Regions from separate parts of the Rattus norvegicus genome. Here region 1 is linked to region 2. Evidence: chromatin contacts called from public Hi-C data. All regions are on one chromosome and are shown on one strand. The core of a region is the stretch at or near the end of the contact, and the rest is flanking DNA. Distances in the headings are between cores, read along the strand shown. Region 1 holds the start of Pappa (pappalysin). Region 2 has its middle 220 kb from the start of Pappa.

Region 1 (5,517 bases), core at 1,173-3,672, 220 kb after region 2:
CTTCAGAAACCTAAGAGTGACCCTGAGAAGGGAACCAGGGACTGGGTAGGTTTGACAAGACTAAATGGGATCTAGTAGCATAGCTGCATAGTTTCTGGTACTAAAATGGGGGAGAAATGGAAAGATAAAAATAAGGAAAAAATCTACAAGAGACTACATGACTAATTTAACAGGGGATAGCAGTACAGGATGAATCATTATTTTACATGTAAGTCAATGCAGAGGCCGTGTGTAAGCCATGGGTTAGAATGGCCTGTGGGCCACAGTGTGTGATTCATCAATGAGACTCCAGCATAAAAACAAGTAAATCCATTTGCACACAAAGGGTATGAGTAGCCTCCAAGACAGGTGAGGTGAAAGGGTAATTAGACGGCTAAACTTTTATTTTACTTTTCACCATGTGGGTCCCAGTGATTGAACTCAGGTCAGCAGACTTGGCCTTTACCCACCGTGCCACTTAGCTGGCCTAGCTGTATATTACTAATCATCCATTTAGTAATATGTCAGTAAAAGGTTTTCCCAAACATTCCCAATGAATTTAAGGATGAGTAAGACAACCTATAATATCTATTCTTTCCTTTCATTCACTTTCAGAGGGGAAGAAGATATTTTGATCTAAGTAAGGACCCAAGGAGCAATTTGAGCTTGATGGGAACAGCTGAATACAAGGTGCTCATAGACAGATTCTACAGCTCAGAAATTTTCCTACTCAGAATAAGCTGTGAAGTGCATACTCTCATTGTAAAAGTAACAGAATGGATGGCTACAGAGAAATGGCTAGCAGGAGGTCAAGTTGTGTATGTGTTGGAAGTTGATGTGCCTCCTATTCTCATTCCTGGTTAGAAAGTGGATGAAATTCTAAAATATTAAAACTACAAATATTAAAACTATTGTACAGGATGGCTTATAAACCTCCGGAAATGCAGTCTCCAAATACAATACTAGTTGTTATAACCGAAGTAAGCAGTAATCACATTTCAGATATCATTGGGGAGGGGAATACTGAATGAGAGTGTTTATGCAATTCATCCTCCATATTTTTCCTTCTTTGAGGACAGCCTCCTAGCTTGTGTAAGTGAATCAAAGTTGTAGACAGTGAGAGGTTTGCCAAGGGAATGTTTTTACCCGTGGCATTGTACACATTATCTTCTTTTCTTTCCTTCCAGTCTCTAAAGAGTGGAGGGTGGAAAGAGCATCACTTTGTGAGTAGAGAACCTGAGTCCCAGAACTCTTAGCCTTACACTATATAGCAAGCTCTTCCCTGAACAGGAGGACACAAAACTGCGATAGCTGGCTTGCAGATCAGTGCCATGATCCCTGCTTACCACATTTCAGCTTTTATGGAGAGGAGATCTGAGTCATTGGCCGTCTTACAAATCTATATCCATTTACCAGCGAATAGTCTCCGATGGTTCTCTCCCTCCCTGGAGCATGTAGCAAAGATCCTAACTCTAAGGAAGGATCTGGAACAGCCCGGAGGATGGGAATACCACGGGACAGCAAGTCACTAATTAGTAGCATCAACTACACCTCAGTTTTCCACCATACATTCTACCTGGAATGACATCTTTTTATAGTGATACTATTTGGACAGACTGGCAAGGAACTAATAATTTCTAAACCACCATGGCTAAGTCATTTTGACTTATTAAACACTCGAAGGAAAGAGAACTGTTTTGCCATAAGGGGGAGCTTTTGAGTTCCATAAAGAGGGGGGAAAGAAAAAAAAGAAATACGAAATACATGTTTCAGTTCAAAATGTAGAGCCACAAGCAGCAGACTACTACCTGGGACAGCATTAGGAGGCTTGGATTGTTTTTAAGGTTGAAATTGGGCAAATCCATACTTTCTTTCCATGTATATTCAACAAAAAGTATGTTCAATGACCAACTGAATGCTTTAGGATTATTCAGGGGCAATGATGGGGGCAAAGCACTGGTCCACAGTGCCTCAAAGGGAGATGCCCTGGAAACACTTCTCCTCTGATGTTCTGTTCAATCTATGAAGATTTGGGAAATGAGTCTGAAGCCTGAAAGTTAGCATCGGGGGCTCAGGGAAGAGGAGAGCCAACTTACTACAGTATAACTTTAAGAAAATTTGGTGAGGGGAAGAGGAGAAAGGCAAAAAAAGAAAAAAGTCAAAGAAAGAAAGGAAGGGGAAAATGAGGGGAATGAAGGAAGGGGACAGAGAAAGAGAAGAAAAGCGGGAGAAAGAGAAAGAAAGAGGGAGGGAGGAAGATGAGAAAGACTGTGAGAATTAAGTTTCAACGCATTACGTGTTGTGGAAAAGGGAGACGTGTAACAGCAAAGGGCAAATGAGACTCTGAAAGATTTCTCTCTCCCGCCACGAGGCAAAATAAAAATAAAAATAAGGGGCGGGGGTGACGGGAGAGCAAAGCAAAGCAAAACAAACCAGAACGCGTGTGTTTTGAGCTGGAATGAGCAGAGCAGGGAGGACCGTAAGGGGGTGTGTACAGAATTGCATTAAATTGTTACTTTAAGATTGTCTTCTTTAAAAAAAGAAGAAGTAGAAGAAGAACGAGGGGGTGGAGAAGCTGAAGCGAAGGGAAGGAGACAAACTGCAAAGTAGAGGAAGGCTGGGTGGATCGGCCTCTCCGAACCGATTGATTGGTCATGATCCCCGCAGTTTGAACAGGGACTCATTCAATTGGGAAGGTGGAGTGCTGGCGAACAGATTAGCACACGCTTGTTTACTCATCTTCTAAGGGATTTTTCCCCCTCTTTCCTTTCATTTCGTGAAGAAGGAGGGAGGGGAGGGGGCGGGGGGGGAGAAGGGGGCTGTGGCTTGTGTTATAAAGGACGCAAAAAATAAAGAAATGAGAGCATCTTGGGGGGAGGGAGGGAATTCAGCTGATCAGTGTGTTAGAGGAGATTTTTTTTGAAGAGCTAGAAATATATAAAATAAAATGAAATAAAACAAGGAGGAAGGCATCCAGCTGTTAGAGGGGGTAAATAAGGCAGATAAAGGAGCGGGGAGAGAAATTAATTGCCAACCAGGAGGAGTTGGACTGTATTTTTGAAAGGTGGGGGGAGTGGAGCACACACCTTGAGGAGGAAAGCGAGAAAGAAAAGGAAAAAGCAAGTGGAAAGGGGGCTCTCACGAGAAGGGGATCAGAGACTAGGCGGGAGCTAAGCTGGCAGCTCTGGGCGGCGGTGCAGGGGCGCAGGGGGGGCGGGGGGGACCGTCGGACATGCGGCTCTGGAGTTGGGTGCTGCGCCTGGGGCTGCTGAGCGCCGCGCTGGGCTGCGGGCTGGCCGAGCGCCCCCGCCGGGCCCGGAGAGACCCTCGGGCCGTGCGCCCCCCGCGCCCCGCCGCCGGACCGGCCACCTGCGCCACCCGGGCGGCCCGCGGTCGCCGCGCCTCGCCGCCGCCGCCTCCGGGCGGTGCCTGGGAAGCCGTGCGCGTCCCCCGGCGGCGGCAGCAGCGGGCGGCGAGGGGCGCCGAGGAGCCGAGCCCGCCGAGCCGGGCGCTCTATTTCAGCGGGCGAGGGGAGCAGCTGCGTCTCCGGGCCGACTTGGAGCTGCCCCGCGACGCCTTCACGCTGCAAGTGTGGCTGAGAGCCGAAGGTGGCCAGAAGTCTCCAGCCGTGATCACAGGTAAGGCGAAAGGGGTGCCCTGTCAGGTAGACCATCCCGCTTGTCTCTACCGACCCCTCCGGGTCGCTCGTGGATGTATGGGGGTGAGGGTGGTTGGTGGGTATGCGGGAGTCGCCCCTGGAGCAGCGCAGGGACCACGGAAGCGAGACTCGCTTTAACCCATCTGCAGAATGGGCGCGCTGAGAAGGGATGCTGCCCGGCCTCTGGGGAGCTGCACTTGGGAGCTCGGTGCCTGTCTAAGACCATGGGCTAGAGATAGCTGATCCTCCCGGGAACCCAGAACACTTAGGTGGTGCTGGGGATGTGCAGACAGACATTGTCCGGGTATGGGAGGGAAAGGTACAGGACCCAGATGGATTGCCTGTGAAAAAAGTGCAGGGAACCGTTCATTTCTCTTTACTTTTTGATATTCTTAAGTAATTCTTCAGTAGCCTGGCTAGCCTCAAAGTAGGCATGGGCCAGGTAGTTTTGATTGCCAGACTTAGAAGTCCCAGAAGTACCCCAAAGTTGCTCTCTGCCTGAAGCTTGCCTCTGGGATCCACCCCCACCACTATAGCCACCCACACTGCCTCTCCCGGGTCCTTGCTTTTAAAGCCGGTAGCATGTCATTCACGGCTGGGTCAGACCTTCGTAGCGCACACTCTGCCAGCCTTCACCAGACTCTGGCGCTTTTCTCTTTGGGTACTTTTATGAGCCCATAGTAGATTTAAGTTCTCCCTCTTCACCCTCCCTCTCTCCCCGTCGCTGCTCCGTAGTGAAACCGGACACTTTGCGAGGGCTGCAAACCTTCCAAACGCCTCAACATCCATTTTCCCTTCTAAATGAATCTGTGGAAATGCCTTTAATAAAACGAGGGGTGGTGAAGGGGGGCAGCGATGGAGGAGAGAAGGAAAGTTTTGCCTCTTCTGTCTGGGAGATTCCCTCACTGCATAAACAACCTTGCCCTGTCCTGGGACGCCTTAAAGCTATATTAGGGGTTCCCCCTTCGCTGCAGCCTGGGAGCGAGCAGAGGCTTTCGCGATCCCACCCCTTACACACCACTCTCAGGCAGTTTGCTGCTGTTTTCCCTTGGTGTAGACCTTTCTTAACACTGCACTGACTCTCCTATTTACCCGAAGTCACCTTCGGGGGACCCAAACTCTGCCATCATGCCAATCAAATGTATCCTCAAAGCTCCCACTTTCCAGCTACCAAAGGAGAGCAAGAAGGACTCCACACACAGACACAACTGACGTCATCGCTAGCCACCACCCCCTCCCCCCTGGAAAGGAGAGGGAAAACGGAGCTCATTCACTTTCAGCTCCCAAACCATCCTCAGCCAGAGGAGGGTACAACAAGGAACGGGGAGGCAAGATTCAAAATAATCATGAAGATGATGATAATTCAGGACTGACTTTCTCTCTCTCTCTCTCTCTCTCTCTCTCTCGCTCGCTCGCTCGCTCTGTGTGTGTGTGTGTGTGTGTGTGTGTGTGTGTGTGTGTGTGCGTGCGCACGTTTCACTTTCAAAACATAGCGGTCTGCTGCTTGAAAGTGGGGTTAAGAGATGGGTAGGTCTGGCTTCGCTGCTCTTTACCTGTTGTGTTGGTGATTCGGAAGGGATTCCCCACCCCCCAGAGGAAAGCCCGGGGTTGTAGAGATAGTGGGTACATTTAATATATACATATATACAAATCTATGTCTCACGGGGTTGCATGGGAGACTGGCTTCCAAGTATCTAACTCAGACCAACGTTCTTTTCCTGTTCTCTGGAACACGTAATCCGCTCTTACAATGATTGTTGCAGTAAAATACTTTCATTGGATCAGGGATGCTAGGTTATTATTGCTCGTATAAAATGCCTGGTTCTTTTTATGCGTGGAAATAACATTCCTCACAAAACGGAAGAGAGAAAAAAACAAAA
Region 2 (5,871 bases), core at 1,625-4,124:
AGACAGAGAGAGATTCATGTGTGCCTGTAGAGGTAAGAGGAAGAGCACACTGGATTACTTGGAGTTAGAAGTACATATTGTTGACTGTGAGCTGGCTATACTGGGTAATAGCAACCAAATTCAGTTCCTCTGGAAGAGTACAAGTCACTGTAATCAATGAGTCATTTTCCTGGCTTCAGTGTGATTTTGATTTGCGTTTTCTCAAGGTTGAGAGCATTGCATTTATTTTCATAGGTGTAAACATTTGCATGTGCATGTGCATGAGGAATGCCAAGGGCAGAATGGGCTGTTGTTCTTTAGGAGGTATCCTCCTTGTTTTCTGATACAGGATCTATCACTGGTAAGGGTCTTGCCAATAAGCTAGACCAGGCTGACCAGTAAGACCCTGGAATCTCCCTGTTTCATCACCCCTGTGACAGGATGACAAGCATGTGTCACCATGATCAGCTTTGAAAATGCGAGCCAAAATCAACCTCATGTCCTCACACTAGCAAGTGAGCACTTTTACTTGTAGTCCTACAGTTTTGACCAACCTTATATTTAGTCTCTGGGACTAAGACCTCCAGCAGCTTCAGGTTAAATATTTATTGGAGAGCTAGACCTCTTGACATCCTTTGGAAATCCAGCTACTCAGGAAAGTGAGGCAAGAGAATCATAATTCAAAGCCTGCCTGAGGCATAGCATTGGTTCAAGACCACCATGACTATTTAGTCTCTCTCTCTCTCTCTCTCTCTCTCTCTCTCTCTCTCTCTCTCTCTCTCTCTCTAAATAGAAACCTAAACATGCTGTGGAAATATAGGTTAGTCCTACTACTCCCATGGGTTATATATGAGACTCTACTCAGTCTCCAGGACCTTAAATTAAATAATGGTCACTAACAGTCTGAATAAGGCAAATATTTGAATACATGATCCCAAGTTTGCTATCTTATTTGGGGAGTTAATGGAATTGTTAGAACTTAGGACTTTGCTGGAGAAAACACAGAGGCAGAGCTGTGAGGGTTTATAACCCTGTTACATTTTTAGCTTTCTCTCTCTGCTTCCAGTGTGTACAGGTGGAAATGTGACTGACCAGCTCCCTGATGTCATGCCTCCCTCTTCACTACAGAATCCTCTTTTGAAACTATAAGCCAGAATAAACTCTCCCCCATAGGTTGCTGTGGTCATGGTATTCTGTTACATTTACAACAAGTCCCAGATTCACAAAGATTATGAAACGTCTACTTCACGTGTGACAAGTACCTGCAATAGGTTTCATGTGTGCTGGAGGGAGATGTGGTTCCATGTTCAGATTCTTCCACATTTTCTCACCTCTTACCAGCATGCTTCATATTCTGGCACACCAGTATGGCTTCGTTAACATCTTAATGCCTACAATTTCTTATTTTAGCCCAGGATTCCTTCTGGATATCTCGTAGAGTCCCTGTGAACTTACTGTCTTTAATCTAATGAACCAAGGATACTGTTATAGACATAACCATAGACCAATATCCACCTCTTTTTTTATATATTGTGTAGCAGCTTGTGTGTTTTTTTCTCATAATTCTGACAACATTATTCCTTATTTTGGTGGCTTTCAGTTGGATTTAGCTTAGAATCAAACTTCTGTAAAGACAGCAGCTAAGGGCTTTGGTGTTTGGATTTTGCCATCATCCCCTTGAGTGTCTTCTTACCTTACCCTCCACCAAGCTCCAGTATTCTTTTTCACATATACATTATCTTCCATGCTTTTTCAAGGAAAATCGTGATGTGCTTCTATCAGTTTCCACATATTCCCACTTCCCATTCTACCTCAAGTTTGATTCATTTACTTGAAACCATAGAATCCCAATCAACATAATAACCTTGTAAGGGAAATGAAGTCTGATTGATTTACTCTGCCCACCTTCCTACTTTCATTAATACATAGACTATTAACTAAGCTGGCCAGGCTGGTATGACATATTTTATTGTTCATACTGTTCCACTTGGTCTTCTTGGCCTTTTTTTTTAAAAAGAGATCTTATCATAATAGTTATAACAAGCTATAATAGATATATCATATCATGCTATAACAAGAGACTGGACCTGCCTATTCGTTTATCCCTCAAAGAGCTGTTTCCTTCTTTTCTTCATCTTAAAATAAATCCCCTTTCTATTCATTGAAGGGAGAAAACTTTCCAGGGCTAAATAGTTTAAATCAGTTTACACAAACTTGTCCTAGAAGCAAGCCTTCTTTTTAAATTTATCTGTTCAGTATACAAGACTCGAACATTATATATCACTTGAATATTGCAAGGACAGTATACAACAGTTATTATTCATTCTAAAAACACAAGGTTGTATTATAAATTTATTGTTTTTTATCATTGTTTATTATCCATAGGGGCAGCTCAAGGTACAAATCTGATGAAATGTGTGCTAATAACATGTTTCTCATTTGTGTCAGTTTTTGGTTGGATTACATACATTAAACTGTTACTGTACTGCTTGATGTCAGATGTTTTTCAATTTATAAAATGTGGCAAACACTGCCCATATATCAGGATTGTGTGGAGAGTTGGTATGAATGGTTATAAAAATCCAAACTCTGGAACTTATCAATGGTACCATGCAGTGGTGGGTAGCTTAGCTTCTTGCTAGCCAGTCATAGCAGTGGTTAAGCAGCCTCGCTCTCATTAACAAATTTTAGTTTGTAATCTTTTGTTTCTCCTTCCTAATCCTTCATTTCCTCTGACTGTTTCATTGCGGTTCCCAGCAAGCAGGCTACTTATGTCTGGTTTATCAGGCAAGTTGAGGCATGCATAGACATGTCTAAAAGTTCCTCAGAAGGCTGACTCTGACACAGCCTAGCACCAGGCTCCCCTCCCTTCACACTGAGTCCTTTATCCAAGTCATTGGACAGAAGTTCATGCTTTCGAAACTTAAGCATCTATACAGTTTCTCTGCCTCTGATTTGCTTAGTGTCCAGCTGCTGAGATTTGTCTTGAAGTGCAAGGCTGCAATCAAAGTCTGAGGGCAGAAAACTGAACGAATAAAGATGTTTGGGGACTGCCTGTTTTCTTTTTTTCTTTCATGTGATTTGCACATTTTCCTTGGCTTTCGTAATCTGAGGTGGCTGGGACCATAGGCCCCTTCATTTCTTGGCTCAGTAGTACACAGTACATGGCCGTGATACAAATACAGGAGCTGGATATTCAAAAGGAGGCTTCACCCCTGCTAGGAAGGCATCCACCTCTGTGCCTCCCAGACAGTGTTGACGCATTCCGACAAGCTGGACAAAGAACGCACAGTCTACATTCCCTGGCCTTTGAAGGAAAGATGTTGCAATGTACAGGCAATTGGAGCGTTTGCCTAATTCATCAAGACATTCACATTTGCTAGTAATACAATGCGGCTATGATGAGAAGGACTCAGGGGGAGTTCTGTGGATTAAGGTTAAAACGGATCATGCTTACTAATTTCTAACCATCTTTAGGCAGCTTTGTCCTCATTCATGAAAGTGTTACAAGGCCGTGTAAAACAAACAAACAAAAAAGCAAAACAAAAAACAACAACCACTAACTCATGGGTTTGGTTACCAGATGAATCTCAGGCTAAATGCAGATCTTCATAATAATATAGTGTCTAAAGTTTAATCTTCCCATTTTTACAGAAAAAGCAGTAAAATTGAACTTTTTAGAGATTTTATAGGGATTCATTAAGATACTGTGTAGTGGTTAGCAAGGCAACAGAGTCAATAAGTACTATAAACAGATTCTCTAATCATCCGCTTTTCAACTGAAGACCATGTAGCAGGTTTTTACATGGTCATTTTGTTTCTCCTTCTACCTTGGAGTTGGCTGAGGGTTAAACTGGAATTTCGGGAACAAGGAGATACTGTGTGTGTTATGTGAACTATGTGTGCCCTGCCCACAAGTGCGAGAAGAAGGCATCTGATACACTGGGAATCAATTTACAAATAGCTATGAGCTACCACTTGGTTGTTGGGAATCAAACCCTGATCCTTTTGAAGAGCAATAAATGCTCTTAACCCCTGAGCTATCACTCCAGTGCCAAGAAATGTATTTTGAAGGAGGAAATAAAACTTTAATTTAGTCTCCCTATTACCTCGGAGTAAACCACATGGCTTAGGGCAAGAATTGTTTCTTCATATTTTTTTTGTTTGTTTTGTTTTTTTTAACCAGTTGGAAAGCAAATTATTTCTATTCCAAAGAGAAAATTGGAATATTCAATATTAATTATAGTAGACTTCTTTAATATAGTCTTTTAGTTTCCAAATACTTTCAAAGTAGTTTGCATTGTACAAAATCTTTTAATCGGTACAATAACCCTGGGAAATTCTTACATAGATTTGACTAATAAAGAAGAGAAAGAACAGAGGAACTAAATCACTTGTCCAGCTAAGAGCCAGAGACCAAGTAGTTCTTCCAAAGCTTCTCTCACTCACCATGTTTTTATCTGTTGGACTATAAAATGTGTGTAAATATAGAGCTGTAGTACCACCCTGGAAACTTATACCTAATTCTGCTTAATGAGCCAGTATTTAGCTCATCATTGTATGTTCTGATATCATTCATTTAATGGGAATGGAAACAATTTCCCTATAATGTTTTTAAATATTTTATTATAAAACTTTTCAAGCAATGTAAAAATATTTTGTCCACTTAATGCTATAATTAACACGGTGACTCATCAGATGCATAGCTACCGATCTATCCACCTGATTTGGGATACGTTTAACAGTAAGTTGTAGATATCAGAGTGCTCTGCCTAGAACTTCCAGGATGTATACGATTAATTAACATTTAACATAGTATGTTATTTTTCTTTTCAAAATTGCTTTTCAGAGACCTCACATAAATAAAATTTTGGTAAATCCAGAGCATAATTAAACATGAAGTCCCGGTTAGTCTCCCTGAAATATTAGTATTTCATTTTGATCATTGTTATTGCTGCTGTTGTTGACATTTGTATACCTGGCTTCTTAATCCTTTAAGTCAATCTTCTACTCAACTGCTTTCTTCCTTGCTCAGTCCTTCCATCCATCCCAGACTTAATGACTCCTGCTCAGTTTTCCCACTGCCACCCTCATCCTCTTGAGCCCAAATTCAACCACATTTGAACGCTGCCAGACCTCTATATATTCAGTGACATTCCAGTGCTGACACAGAATTCCACATGGTATCCAAATATCTGTCTGTCCCAGCCAATTATTGCAATCACACCTTACACTGAATTAGTGCTGGTTCATTATTTCATTCCGTAAGTATTTTTCAAAACCCCACTGAAGCAGGTGAGCAGCAGACAGCTAGGGCAAAGAGAAGGCCAGGAGGATGGGACAGTGAAAGCATTAAATCAGTCAGCACAAATCTATTGCTTAACTTCTATGTACACGGCGTTGTCATCAATGACTTTATAGTGCGATTGAGAGAAGAATGAAGCAAATGCTCAAGAAATAATTGGAGACCAGTTGCAGAGGGAGAATCAAGAGGGAACACTGTATGGTCACACCGAATGGTGATACGCACATCCACCAAGGCTATGTAAATGAAGGCTGCTGGTTGGATTCAAGTCAAAGATCTGTAAATTAAGGAGGCTATACATAAGCATTGCATAGACCAAGGACTATGGAATAATAGAGAAAATAAATAAGGCTGATGTTGAAGGCAATATTGAATTGCCATGAGCAGTTCCACAAACACTGTAGGATATGCAGAGGAATTCCGTGGAGTCAAGGAGTCTAGAACTCTACAGTATCACACTCAGCCTGAATTCAGGAGAACCAGAAAGATGGCTATTTTATTGATAGACTGTGGTATTCTCTTGAACCTTGCTCTATAGGCCAGGTTGTCCCATAACAAACAGAAGGACATGACTCTACCCAAAAGTG

The links. A called contact is a pair of places that touch in the nucleus more often than the background predicts.
Region 1: a Hi-C map of Schwann cells shows a contact between it and region 2, with 2.5 times the contacts expected there. The contact joins the promoter of Pappa here to the enhancer-like site in region 2. A contact is called at or near these places in 2 of 12 Hi-C or Micro-C datasets (Schwann cells and mammary epithelial cells).

Annotation. Positions count from the first base shown.
Region 1 is chr5:83,510,936-83,516,452 of GRCr8, forward strand. It overlaps Pappa (pappalysin), which reads left to right and starts at 2,423. Exons shown (of 22, transcript NM_001401319.1): 1 at 2,423-3,617. The coding sequence starts at 3,212.
Region 2 is chr5:83,289,212-83,295,082 of GRCr8, forward strand. No RefSeq gene overlaps it. Among named protein-coding and RNA genes, the nearest start is that of Pappa, 220 kb to the right of the region's middle. Within about 2 kb of position 2,875, at least 11 of the 93 cell types and tissues checked have an H3K27ac peak or open chromatin away from gene starts, as enhancers often do. A contact at or near this core is called in Schwann cells, where this site is marked.